2 separate regions of the Triticum aestivum genome follow, and region 2 is linked to region 1. Evidence: chromatin contacts called from public Hi-C data. All regions are on one chromosome and are shown on one strand. Each heading gives the region's core, a stretch centred on a gene start, on an enhancer-like site or on the middle of the called end of the contact. The rest is flanking DNA. Distances are from core to core; before and after follow the strand shown. Region 1 has its middle 6.4 kb from the start of LOC123114703. Region 2 holds the start of LOC123110832 (mitochondrial substrate carrier family protein ucpB).

Region 1 (6,493 bases), core at 1,994-4,493:
TTACAATGAGGACAAGTAGCACCAATCACACAAGGAAGAGCATAATGTAGGACATGCTAGTGGTGTATTCCAAAGTAGAAGGGCATGGGGATAAGAAGATCGGTGGCTTCTATATAAGTACAGGCAAGACGACGAGGGCATGAGGATTGTTTATGTCTGTCATGGTAGCTTCCTCACCCCTGGGGAGTTTGTGAAGCACGTTGGTGGGGATGATGTCTTGAATCCTCTTAGGCATATTGTTGCCAACCCCTCACTGTCAACCTTCTTGTAGTTATGGACTATATCTCGAGAAGTATTTTCTTAATGTTGTTACATTACATATTGTGTGTTTGAACTTGGTACGCATACATGTTTCAATGTTTATGTGATAACGTTAAAACATACAGAGTCTCATTTTACTACAAATTGGGAGAATTATATTTTTGTTTGAACTGTTAGTTCATTTCTAAGGGCATTCATCTAACTATTTTTCATTTGTCTGTGGACAAGGGGATTCATCAAATGACCTCCCTCATTTGTCTGTGGACATGTCCATCCATGTCCGCTGATAGAACTCATTTGTCTACCAAAATAGTGATGCCTAAGGGCATCATCCTGCATTTGTCCTCACCCATGTATTTGGCCCTTTTTCATATCTTCACTGTTTTCATTATTTCAACTATAAAAATTGGCCCAAACTATTTGAAGACATCTCACTGATAAATATGAAGCGCAAACCATTCAACAAGTCAAACAACTTAACAATTCAAACATAGTCAAAAAATTGAATCAATCAAAGTTGATGGTGGGCATTGATGTTGATACACATTGTGTGGAACTACTTCTTAGCATCATAATTAATAATGCTAGTGTCATCCCCTCAACTCCGTAGTGATCCTTGCAAGTACAACTTGCTAAGCCTCGGTAGTCGCTCTCCTTGCTTTGATGACCACCTTCTCTCTTTGAAGTCTATGAACTACTAGAAGACTAAACTGTGAAGAGACTTCGTATCCGGACTGGAAGCCTTTGGTGCCTTGGTGTGTCCTCCAAGGCAGAAAAGATAAGAATCAACATGTTTATCCCTTCCTTGTAACCGACCATGTGCAGCCCTAGTACCCCTGGTGTCTATGTAAACAACGGGGTTTAGACCGTAGAGGCTAGAACAACACCCATCATCCTACTTGCCTAGGGTTTAGTTCATATGATCTCATGGTAGATCGACTCTGTAATCATCCTATACCCTTCAATATAATCAAGCCAGGCGTAGGGTTTTACCTCTTAGAGAGGGTCCGAACCTGGGTAAACACCATGTCCTTCGTCCCTTGTTCCCCATTGATCCAAGATCCACAGCTCGGGACTCCCTACCCGCGATCCGCCGGTTTTGACACTGATAATGATTTCCACCCACGAGGCCGAAATTGCGCTTGCCCTCCATCATACTTTGCATTATATTTTCCCACTTATTTCCCTTCATTCTTTTCACGTCGATCGCTAGTGCAATTGCACCTCCACTTGTCACATCCTCTTCATCTGCCCTAATAAATTGCTGGGAGCTTCAGCCATCATTTGTTTTTTGCTTCTTGTTGGGGCTTTTGAGTTCTCTAACAAGTTCACTCCATTTACTAGTGTCGTTCAACTTCATCCAACAATGTGACAACGTAAATGGCCTCCTGTCAATTTGTTGGTACAATGTCACCGCCAAGCTCAACTATCAAATGAACCACAGATCAACATATTTCAACATATAAAGCAAGAAAACAAACATGATGATCAATGTAAAGTGGCGAAAATCGAATGGCTTCCGACTCCCAATGCACTTGGATTTTTTATTTGTTTTTTAAAAGTACACAAATTGTGTACCATAGCTTTATAGAAGAGAGAATTTCAAGTACAAAATAACTACAACTCATTGCGAACAACAAGTATAGCGCACACTCCACACCTGGCTAGTCCAAAGATAGCCACCACGACAAAACAACTACAACGCAAAAGAGCCTGACCAAAACAGAAGAACCATGCCACGTCTCAACCTACGCCGGTCACCTCCGAAGAACCGTAGCTCCTGCCAAGCTTCCCTTGTCGACGCTCCATCCACCCTTTATGCCTAAAGGAGGTGGCAAGTGTATGGTGGGACTCGATCAGACCGGAGAAAGGCGCAGTCTTGGAATCACTAGCGACGACCGTACATTGTGCCGCAGAAGATCCATCATGGACAGCGGCGAACACCGGAGGAGCACAATGAAGGACCTCCAGACCGTGTCCCCAGACACGATGCTCCCAACAGAGGGACGACGTCGAGGACGCGCCATCGTGCCGACCCTGCACAGAATCAAGGCTTTCGCCCGGAGACAACAACCCAACACCAAGCGAGGAAGATAGCAACACCTCAGCGACGCCTCCAAGAAGGGGAATGACATCCGCGGAAGACATCGCCGCCGGCCCGGCAACCGGGCAGGATTTTCATCTGTATCGCCGCATATCTCCGCACCTCCAAGGCCCGGGGCAGCACCGTCCTTGTAGCCTCACACCGCCGCCAACGCAGCACCTCGCCGTCGAAGCTGCACAACTGTGGTTCATCGACACCACACACAGCAGAGAGAACGCGGCCCAATCATCCACCATCAACCCGGCCAGCAGCCTCCCGGCACCTCGGGCATGGACCAGGATCACCGCGATAGAATCACCCGCTCCAGGGGACACCCACGCTACGACCCTAGCCCCAGGCCCAGATCGAACCTGAGCAGAGGCACAGATCTGACCCGCCCTCCACGCTCCACTCGGACGCCAGCATCGCCGGGAGGGCACCAACGCACGCCCCAGCTAGGAGGAGGTCGGCCGCCCACTACTCGCCAGGAGCTCCTTCCTGACCGAGCCTTCATAGCGCCACCGCCTCCAAGGCCGAGATCTCGCGCCGCTGCCTCCAAGTTGCGTTGACGCGCCGCCCTGCTCCACTGTCGTGCTGCCAGCCTCACCAAAGCCCACCTCTCCTCCACGATCCCCGCCGTGCGCCGGCGAAGCCCGACGAGACTCGTGCCGCCGGACACCCACCACCAACGCCTCCCCGGGGACGACCCGCCTCCGCGCGAAAGTGCACGTCAGGGAGCGCCTCCATCACTCGTCGGGCGTGGCCGCCACCGCCGGCGCCGGCAGCGGCAGCGGCCGGGGGAGGGAGATCGGGCCGCCTGAAGGATAGGGTTTGGGGTCCTCCGAAGCCGCTCGCACGAGCGGCCCGGGAGGAGAGGGAAAATGTCGATTTTTTATTTGTCACTTGCGTATGTGGACCCCAAAAAATGTTGACTCATTCTTGCATGGCATACCATCTACAGTATGAGCGAGCGTGGTCTCATTGTGGTCGCTTGCGATTTGATGAACTCATGGTAGTAGTCGTGATTTTTCTTCCAATATTTAGAACTCTTTTGCTCCGTTTCACATATTGGATCCATCTCATCTCACATGCAAACAAGTCGTGCAAAACAACATATCTTCCTTCCAGGTGTATGCACTTCCTCACTTCGCCACCTTCTTGGTTTGAGATGGTTGCCTAACATCATACATTGGCGTATTTTTATTACCATTGTGAAATATTGGAGGTACTTGGCCATTGTTGATCATACCCATCATCAATTCATCCTAAATATGCATCACAATACCCATTGCAACACAAAACGTTCACATCGATCCTAAATATGCATACCTACTCAAGAGCATCACCTCATTTCTGCTTGGGGGGGGGGGGGGGGTGCACATATCGTCATATAGCCGCCTCCCATCATCCAACTGAAGCCTTGGTGCATGCCCCACCCTTTCGACAAAACCAAGGATGACGACATGGGAAACCACCAGAGCCATCCGACAGGACCGATAGAAAAGGTGTGGCGTTGGCTGTGGTGGGGGCGGACACACAGGGGAGAAATAGACTATGCCCTTGGAGATGCCCTTGTGTGTTTGACAAAATTGTCAGTTGTTAGCACTTATGACCATCATTGGTATGCCAGAAGCCATGTAGAATTGGCATTTTTTTAGTTTCCTATCTGGGGACGTGAAGCGCCCCCAACCCCCCGAGTCGCTCCCCAGGCGACTCCGGGGGCGCAACCGCGCCGCCGCCTAGAAGCCCTCCCTCCGGTGCTCCCTCTCCGCCGCTGCCGCCGGCATCTGCGCCGCGGTGGCGGCGGGCCCCCGCTGCCAAACGGCGCCGGGGTGTCACATCCCTAGTTCTGGTATGACCTAGACTAGCTAGTCATTTGTGCATCATGTTTAAATTTCATTTAAATTTGAAATGAGGATTGGTGGAACCCTCAGAATCATTTTGAAAATGACTCAAATAAAAATTTCTCCAAAAGGGTCCAAGAAAAATGCTCATGTTGCTCTCTGAAAATATTGGACAGAGATAAAAATCAAACCAATATTTTTAGGAGCTTATGGATATTTAATTTTGGCCATTTAGATTAATCCGATAATTATTTGCCTTGGATATATATTGTTATATATATAAAATATGGTCCAAAAACTATGCCATTTATTAAGGAGCTCTGGAATAATATAATTAGCTCCTGCAAAAATTGGCATAGAGTAATAAATTAATTTAGTATTATTACTAAATCAAAACAAAATGTCAGAGAAATTAGAAAACAGAAAAACAGAAAAAAAAAACCTTACCTGGGCTTCTTACCTGGCGCCTCTGGGCCAGCAAGCCAGCCCAGCCCACCACCGCCGTCGTCCTCCTGGCGCCAGTCGGCCAGGCGTGTGGCCGACGCGCGCGCGCGGGCGGAGCACCACGCCACCAGCTCGCCTGCCTGCCTACCCTGCCAACGCGACGCCGCGACGCTTCTTCTCGGTGCCGCCCCGATCCCCTGGCCTCACCCCCCTCTCTCCCGTGCTTTTCCCCTTCTCCCTCTCTCTCACCCGAAGCACCACCGCCGCCGCAGCTCACCACCGACGCGCTCCCCGCCGTCCCCTCGCCCCTCCGTAGAGTCCACGAGCTCCGCCACGACCCCGTCCACCTCCTCGTCGAGCCACGCACCTCCGGACGGCCTCCATCATCGCCACCCTCGTCGTCTTCATCGCCGGCTGTCCGAGATCGCCGACGACGCTCCGGCCGCACCAGTGCTTCCCCGAGCCCACTGACGCCTTCGCTGGATCCACCGTGAGCATCGCCACCGTTCCCCTCTCTTCTCCCCCTCGTCTCCGCGCCGTAGCTCCGTTCCCCACCATGGCCGAAGCCATCGCCGCCGCAGCTCCTCGCCGTCGTGGCCACAGCCGCTGCAGGCCGCAGCCAAGCTCGCCGTTGCACTCAGTGCACTCTGGCGAGTCGCGCGGACCCGCTCGCAGCCTCCCTAGTGCCCTGCAGCGCCTAACCCGCATAGACCGAACTCCGGCAGCCACAGCCGAGCTCGCCGCCGTCGACTCCGGCCATCCCAGGCCCAGCCACGGCCACCGGCCGACGCGCCATCGAGCTGGCTTTCCAACGCACCTAGCCGCGCGCCATTTGGAGCACCACAGAGGAAACCCGGGGCACAAGTACGCCGCGGACCTCGCCGGCGACTAACCGCCGGCGGGTTTGACTTGTTCGACCTGGGGTTTGACCCCCCCAGGGTCACTGACGCGTGGGCCCCGTCGGCCAGGTGATTAGCTTAGTGCTAATCACCGTTAACTAACCCCCCTGACACTGACAGTGGGCCCCAGCGCCACTAACCTTTTTAATTAAGTTAATCTAACCCTGTTTAACCCCCTGACACTGACGTGTGGACCCCACACGTCAGGTTTGACCCTAGCCAGCCGCAGTTGACCTGCTGACGTCATGCTTACTCAATGCTGACGCAATAATATGATTTCTGGATTTAAATTAAATCAGGAAATTCCAGAAATTGATTTAAACTTCAAAAATTCATATCAATTCAACCGTAGCTCAGATTAAAATAATTTATATATGAAAAATTATCAGAAAAATGCAATCTTTCCATCTGTACTAGTTTCATGCATGACAAACCAACTTATACTTGCTGTATAGGTGAAAACACATTATGGCATATATAGGAGCTTAATTTGGAGATGCATTTGAACCTTTGGTTCAAATGGACTTCAAACCAAATGGATACCAGTTGCATTAGCTCAAACAACATCACATCTTCATGCCATGTTCATGCATCATATTGTTGCATATGTTTGTGTATTGATTGCCGACACTGTTCCTTCTCGATAGGTCCTGCTCTGGAGTCCGTTCTAGAGTGCCTGTCTATGAAGCAGTGCCTCCCTTGTTGATCTACCAGGCAAGCAAACCCCTTTGTTCATTCCGATAAAATCCTACTCTCTCGCTCCTGCTCTCGGTTATTGCATTAGGACAACAACGATTCTTCTGCTACTTTGTGCTGCGGTAGTTGAACCCATTCCTCTGCATGACCTGTCATTGTCACGGTAAATAGTTGAAACCCACTAGCATGTGTAGGAGTTGATTGAAGCCATTGTTGTGTTCCTACCATGCTATGCCTGCTATTGCTTAGAGTTGTGTCAGGTCTGA
Region 2 (6,493 bases), core at 1,460-3,959, 370 kb after region 1:
ATGGATGGTAAATTTCGATATAACTCAGTCTTTGTTTTCAGCGGTTGATGGTAAATTCCGAGCGCTGGCAAATTCTTTGGACAACCCTAGTGCCGTGAAGGGAAACAGGAGCACATCACTCAAACCTCGCTTGTGACAGACAAACCCATGTCTGCGGGTTTTCGTATAAGTTTTTGGATTTGGAATCAGCAATCAGTTTGAGTAGATTGTGAGATGGCCTCGCTTGAAAATTTGCATTGTATAGCCCAAATAGTATATTTGTTTGCCAAAAGTTAGTGCATCAGAAAACAGGAAGGAGGCTTTGCTTCCCAGATTTTATGAGTTTTGTAGGATACTAGTAATAATGATAAATTAATATACACCTGTGGAATCAAGCATGGCATGTTCCTTTCTCCGATCAGATTTGCTCCCCCTTCGCGGTTGAAGAGCCTGTTAGCAGATGTACTGTTTTCTCACCGAAGGGAACTATACAGTTAAACGAGTCAGTCAAGTTCCATCAGTACTACCTCCGTCTAGGTGGATAAATCATTCGCGTAGTTCTAGGTCATCGATTTGAGAAATTAAATATGTGTTATATGTCATGAAAAGTATCACTAGATTTCTACGCAGATGTAGTTTCTAAATATATTTTTTTGTCACATATAATACATATTTAGATAGTTAAATCGTCGACCTAGAACTACGCAAATGATTTATTCACCGAGACGGAGGTAGTCGAATAAAGCTAGCCATGATGGCCTTTTCTTGCAAAAAAAAAGGTTCCATCGGTAGAAGGAAAAATGAAAGAAGCCAATGCATATCAAAAAGCAATTTTCCTTGCAAAAAAGAAATCCAAAATAAAAACACCAAATCAAATGGGCACAAATGAGTCCCATCCATAAGAAGATGTTGGCTGGCGCAATATTAAGGGAAACGCTTACCTTTAGCTGATTGATAGCGTGCGAGCGCCTGTCGCCTCTGTGTCCGTCGGATTGACTCTTCATCATACGGTCGAGAGCAAACCGCTCTGTGTTCATGTTTTCTGCAACTGAGCCTTTGTTTCAGAAAAGAGAGTTTGCAACTCGCCACCAAAGAGGGGTTAGATCCTGCAGAGGCGGGGACTCGTGCGGCTGGGAGGGCGACGACAGCGAGGATTCTAGCTGGATCTCATTGGATCCGACGAGGATGGCGTGCTGGGACGTTCGGGAGCGGCGGGGACCGAGACTCGCGCGGCTGGGAGGGTGAGGGCGGCGAGGTTTCCAGCCGGATCCGATGAGGATGGTGCGCGGGCAGGAGGCGGGGACGTCTACGACCGGCGGTGGCTCAGCTCAGCGAGGTCCGGCGGGGGTGGGGGCAAGCTTCACAGCAAGGACCCGTGACGGCAGCAGCGCATGGCGCTCCTACAGTAAGAGACAGACAAAGATGAAAAAACAGAAGAAAGAGGAGGATGGCGGTGAGGCTACATGGTCGGAGGTATGGAGCTTGCCGGCGGCGGCGCCGATCCTCCGTCACCACCATCTAGCAGACTTCGTGGCGAACACAATGGCACTTTTTTTTGCAACTTCCTCTCCGTTGCAAGATTTTCTGTAACATCAATCATGTCACAAAACATTCTTCCATAAACATCGTACAAAGATGAAGACAAAAAAATTATGCAACATTACCATTGTTGCAAAGTTTTTCTGCAACAAGACATATGTTGCAAAGATTTATGTAACGAGACATTGGTTCAAAAAGAATCTGCAACAACAACTATATTGCAGTGGTGAAAGACACCGCTCTAGCGCACGATTGTGTCGTATCAAACGGCTTGCAAGGCAACAAATCCTTTTAGAAGATCTACCGACCAACGCGTAGCACGGCCCATTATTAAACAAAAGAGATGGTTGAAAATAGATACTATACTAATGTAAAAAACGTTCTTGTATTTTGGGACGGAGGGAGTATAATACATGTAAAGAAGAAAAAATCGGGGCATTCCGAGAACACAATGGCACTTTTTTTTGCAACTTCCTCTCCGTTGCAAGATTTTCTGTAACATCAATCATGTCACAAAACATTCTTCCATAAACATCGTACAAAGATGAAGACAAAAAAATTATGCAACATTACCATTGTTGCAAAGTTTTTCTGCAACAAGACATATGTTGCAAAGATTTATGTAACGAGACATTGGTTCAAAAAGAATCTGCAACAACAACTATATTGCAGTGGTGAAAGACACCGCTCTAGCGCACGATTGTGTCGTATCAAACGGCTCGCAAGGCAACAAATCCTTTTAGAAGATCTACCGACCAACGCGTAGCACGGCCCATTATTAAACAAAAGAGATGGTTGAAAATAGATACTATACTAATGTAAAAAACGTTCTTGTATTTTGGGACGGAGGGAGTATAATACATGTAAAGAAGAAAAAATCGGGGCATTCCGAGAATTGAACTCGGGACCTCTCGCACCCTAAGCGAGAATCATACCACTAGACCAAATGCCCTTTGTTGATGCTAACAGAAAGGAATCTTCTACATCTTTATCACAGACCGATTGCACAATCTAATTGTCGCCCTGTGGTGATTCAGGCGATAGTTCTTCCGCTCTCCCCCACGAGAACCGGAGCAGGAATTGCAAGAAGAATATATACCCGATTCCCTCCGTCCCGAGCTCAAATCTTGTTTCCCTCCGTCATCTGCTTGATCGCTTCGTCTCCCTCGTTTTTCCGTCCCGCGCGACTAGGCCAGGGGGATCCGGCGCGGAGAGGAATGGCATCGCCGATGTCCGGAGACGCACGCACGCCGCCCCGGGGCGCGGCGCCTTACGCTCTGTACCAGTTCGGCACCAGCGGCGCCGCGGTCGCCGTCGCCACCGCCGTCACGCATCTGCTCGGTCAGCCAATTGCTCCTGCACGCTACTTTGTTAACTAACAGTATTATATATTGGGTTGGGTTTGATGGGGAGAACAGATTTGCTAGTACCATGTTCTAGCCTTGCGGTAATCTGTCATAGTTCAGGGCTTCAGGCTTAGTTTTACTTGCGTCCATCAGTTCTAAACATTGCTGGCTGAGAAGCCGGGCGACAGATTCTACCGTTCGCCACCGCCTCTTCAAAAGAAAGGAGATGACCAAGGCCGGTTCCTTGACAAGTTGAAAGGATGAGGCAAAATGCCGGGTGATGCCGTGTGCTCGCCACATAACATCAAGAGAGCAGGCCTCTGTCTCCATTGAGCCGCAGTGCCGTGCAGAGTCGAGATGCGCCTTTTTGTGCCCTAAGACCTTGTAAACTCTTCTATTGTGTCAACGAAAAATTAGCAGCTCTTTCCAAAGAAAAGCACATCTGATTTGCAATGAATAGGTATGTGTGGTGGAACTGGAAACTATGTTTAAGTAGATAGAAGCTTGGGATATATTCCCTGTAGGAAATAACCGTGTCAGTAAAACAACAGATTTTTTTTTATTGAATTAGGTTAAGGTATAGTTCTCCCAGCACAACAGGCTGTGTTGAAAAGTGTCATCCATCATAGCACATGATAAGCTGTGCTTTGGGAATATCTGTTCTCATGCATGATGGTCTATATGTTGATATAAATGAGACGTGTATTTGAATGGAATGCATGTATTATATGCTGTCTATGCTTATTACTTCTCCTAATCAGTGCATTTATTTTAAATTCTTGGCTTGGTGTATTTCCCCATTCAAACATTTAGTAGGGTTTGATACCAAAAAAACAGAGTGCGACAAATGAGCCTTTTTGTCGGGATCATAGTGGATAATGGTTAACATCAGCAAACAAAAGGGGACATATGGATGTGGAGCCAAAGCAAATTAAACATATATTGGTTTGACCGAAACTAAGGAGGTCGCATGGTCCAGATTTGTTGTGAATTTTCGGAGATATTTGTCAAGTAGCACCTGGACTGTAAATTGATAACAGTGAATTGTTTAGTGATATACTGCTAAATGATAACGCTGTAAAAGGATGGCCACTCTTTTATGTATATTTGTTTCTCCAAGAAATAAGAAACCCTTTATATATGTACCATCGTTTTCATCTTGCAGACGTTATCAAAATTAGACTCCAAATGCAGCTTGCTGGGCAAAGAGGAAACTTAGTTGGAATGGTAAGCACAGCCTCAGGTGTCGCATCATCTATGTATCACCTATTAATGCTAAATTTAATAGTTTTAGTGAACCTATCAGGGGGCAATATTTACACAAATGGTAGAAAGGGAAGGGCCTCGATCACTCTATCTGGGATTTGCACCAGCATTGACTAGATCCCTCATCTATGGTGGCCTTCGATTAGGATTGTATGAGCCCTGCAAACATGTCTGCAGCTATGCATTTGGTTCAACAAACTTTGCTTTTAAATTTGCATCCGGAGTAGTTGCTGGTGCCCTAGCAACTGCATTGACAAATCCGATGGAGGTTTTAAAGGTACGGTATCGTGATACTTAATTCAAAGTATGAAATAGTTTTATGGACTTGATCTTGATCTGGGCACATCCTATAGGTGAGGTCACAGATGAGTACAAGCAGAACTAGTACAATTGGAGTGATGAGGGAAATTGTATCAGAGGAAGGAGTCAAAGCGCTTTGGAAAGGAGTTGGCCCAGCTATGGTGAGAGCAGGCTGCCTCACGGCATCACAAATGGCAACTTATGATGAGGCCAAACAGGTATGCACTTTTTTTTGTTGTCTTTTGATCGAAAGGAATGAAATTGTCGCATGTACTACTAATTGAGCCACCACTGAAGTTTCTTCTTTATTTACTTTAGGTCTTGCTGATGTGGACACCACTTGAAGAAGGTTTTCAATTACATCTCATGTACTGTGAAATTTATCCTGCATTTTGATGCCTATACTTGGATGAAATATGTTGATAGCTATTTTTCTGTGTGGCTGGAAGGTCGAGCTGCATCGCTGGAACGGCTGGTACACTTGTGACTGCACCTATTGACATGATCAAAACAAGGCTAATGCTGCAACGGGAGTCCAAAGGTGCCAGAGTATACAGGAATGGTTTCCACTGTGCTTACCAGGTGTTAATCTTCATCCTTAGCTGTGAATTTGTATTTTGAAGTGTGCGTCCGTGAATGAAATTGGAAAACTTTGGTAAATAATACTCCCTCAGTCCCATAATATAAGAGCGTTTTTGACACTATTGTATATTATGGGACGGAGGGAGTATTAAATTTAGTCACTTAACACAGAACCAAATTGCACGGTTAGTAGATAGTAGTTGGCACAATATGAGAAAGGAGCATATTTGAAGAGTAGAAATGCATTAATTTTACAGAGTACCAACAATTGGCACTCTATTCAAAACAGGAATATAGAAAGTTATCCCCACCAACTATAGGAGGATTCACATTTTCTAGAACCACATGCCGTATCTATAGTTTATGTTGGGAATTAAGTGTAAGAAAAATGCTCTCATTTATTTGGAGGTCACAGATCTCAAGTCTTAAGCCGCTAATGTATCTTATACATTCTTTTCTTGGTTCACAGGTTGTCCTGACAGAGGGTGTAAAATCACTTTATAAAGGGTGAGGAACTGAGGACCCGTAAAATAACATATATACTCCCTCCGTTCCTAAATATAAGTCTTTTTAGAGATTCCAATATGGAATACATATAGAGCAAAATGAGTGAATCTACACTCTAAAGCATGTCTATAACTCTATATACATCCGTATGTAGTCCATATTGAAATCTCTAAAAGGACTTGTATTTAGAAACGGAGGGAGTATATATAATTTTTTTGCTTTATTCAACAAGTTTTGATCATGCTATTTTGTTAAATCATTTGCAACTCTTGAGAGAAATTTTTTGATAAATATAAACTTTGTGAGTGTACTTATGAAAGCCGGCAACTAGTTAAAGATCAGTAGGATATGATTATACAAACCATCAATCCAAAGCTCTAGTTATCGTCATTTTTTACATTGAAACTTTATTAGGGATTTACAGCTACTACAGATTGAATCGATCCATTCGGATTAGTTTCTATTTGAGCCTCTTACACTGTGATTTCCTAACAAACTCTGCAAAAATTTCAGTGGGTTTGCCACCTTCGCAAGGTTAGGCCCTCAAACAGCTATCACTTTCGTCGCGTGCGAGAAGCTGCGGGAACTCGCTGGAATGTCTGCTATTTAGTACCGCATGAGATTGAAGGAAAATATAGTTCAATACTGTATTTGTCTAGTTGGAGAGCATCTTTTACTCCACTCATTTATCAGCATTTCTTTCCACATTCATCATGACAAAGGAAAATTCATGAGGATCTGTCAGAATTGTAGTACTGATTTTCGAAAGGATAATTTTTTAGCATGGGCTGCTTCAATGGTTAGCCTGTACTACTTGTTACCGATCAGATTTTCTCTTCAGGTCACAGTAGCGAGGACAGAATAATGTTACTCTCCATTTCTAATTTTCAGTCTGAACTTCACATCGTTTATTTTCTTCAGACATTGCAATTTTACATCCAGATGGTGTTTTTTGTCATGAGAGATCATGATTT

The links. A called contact is a pair of places that touch in the nucleus more often than the background predicts.
Region 2: a contact with region 1 is called in a Hi-C map of leaf, with 4 times the contacts expected there. The contact joins the promoter of LOC123110832 here to the enhancer-like site in region 1. A contact is called at or near these places in 2 of 5 Hi-C or Micro-C datasets (both in leaf).

What each region holds. Positions count from the first base shown.
Region 1 is chr5B:137,314,373-137,320,865 of IWGSC CS RefSeq v2.1, forward strand. No RefSeq gene overlaps it. Among protein-coding and RNA genes, the nearest start is that of LOC123114703, 6.4 kb to the left of the region's middle. Within about 2 kb of position 3,244, at least 3 of the 8 cell types and tissues checked have an H3K27ac peak or open chromatin away from gene starts, as enhancers often do. A contact at or near this core is called in leaf, where this site is marked.
Region 2 is chr5B:137,685,682-137,692,174 of IWGSC CS RefSeq v2.1, forward strand. It overlaps LOC123110832 (mitochondrial substrate carrier family protein ucpB), which reads left to right and starts at 2,710. Exons shown (of 8, transcript XM_044531453.1): 1 at 2,710-2,859; 2 at 4,030-4,091; 3 at 4,171-4,407; 4 at 4,484-4,648; 5 at 4,749-4,798; 6 at 4,880-5,012; 7 at 5,482-5,519; 8 at 6,033-6,425. The coding sequence starts at 2,736. The coding sequence ends at 6,129. It overlaps TRNAP-AGG (transfer RNA proline (anticodon AGG)), which reads right to left and starts at 2,470; the gene lies at 2,399-2,470. It overlaps LOC123110831 (bifunctional 3-dehydroquinate dehydratase/shikimate dehydrogenase, chloroplastic), which reads left to right. Exons shown (of 12, transcript XR_006453720.1): 12 at 42-377.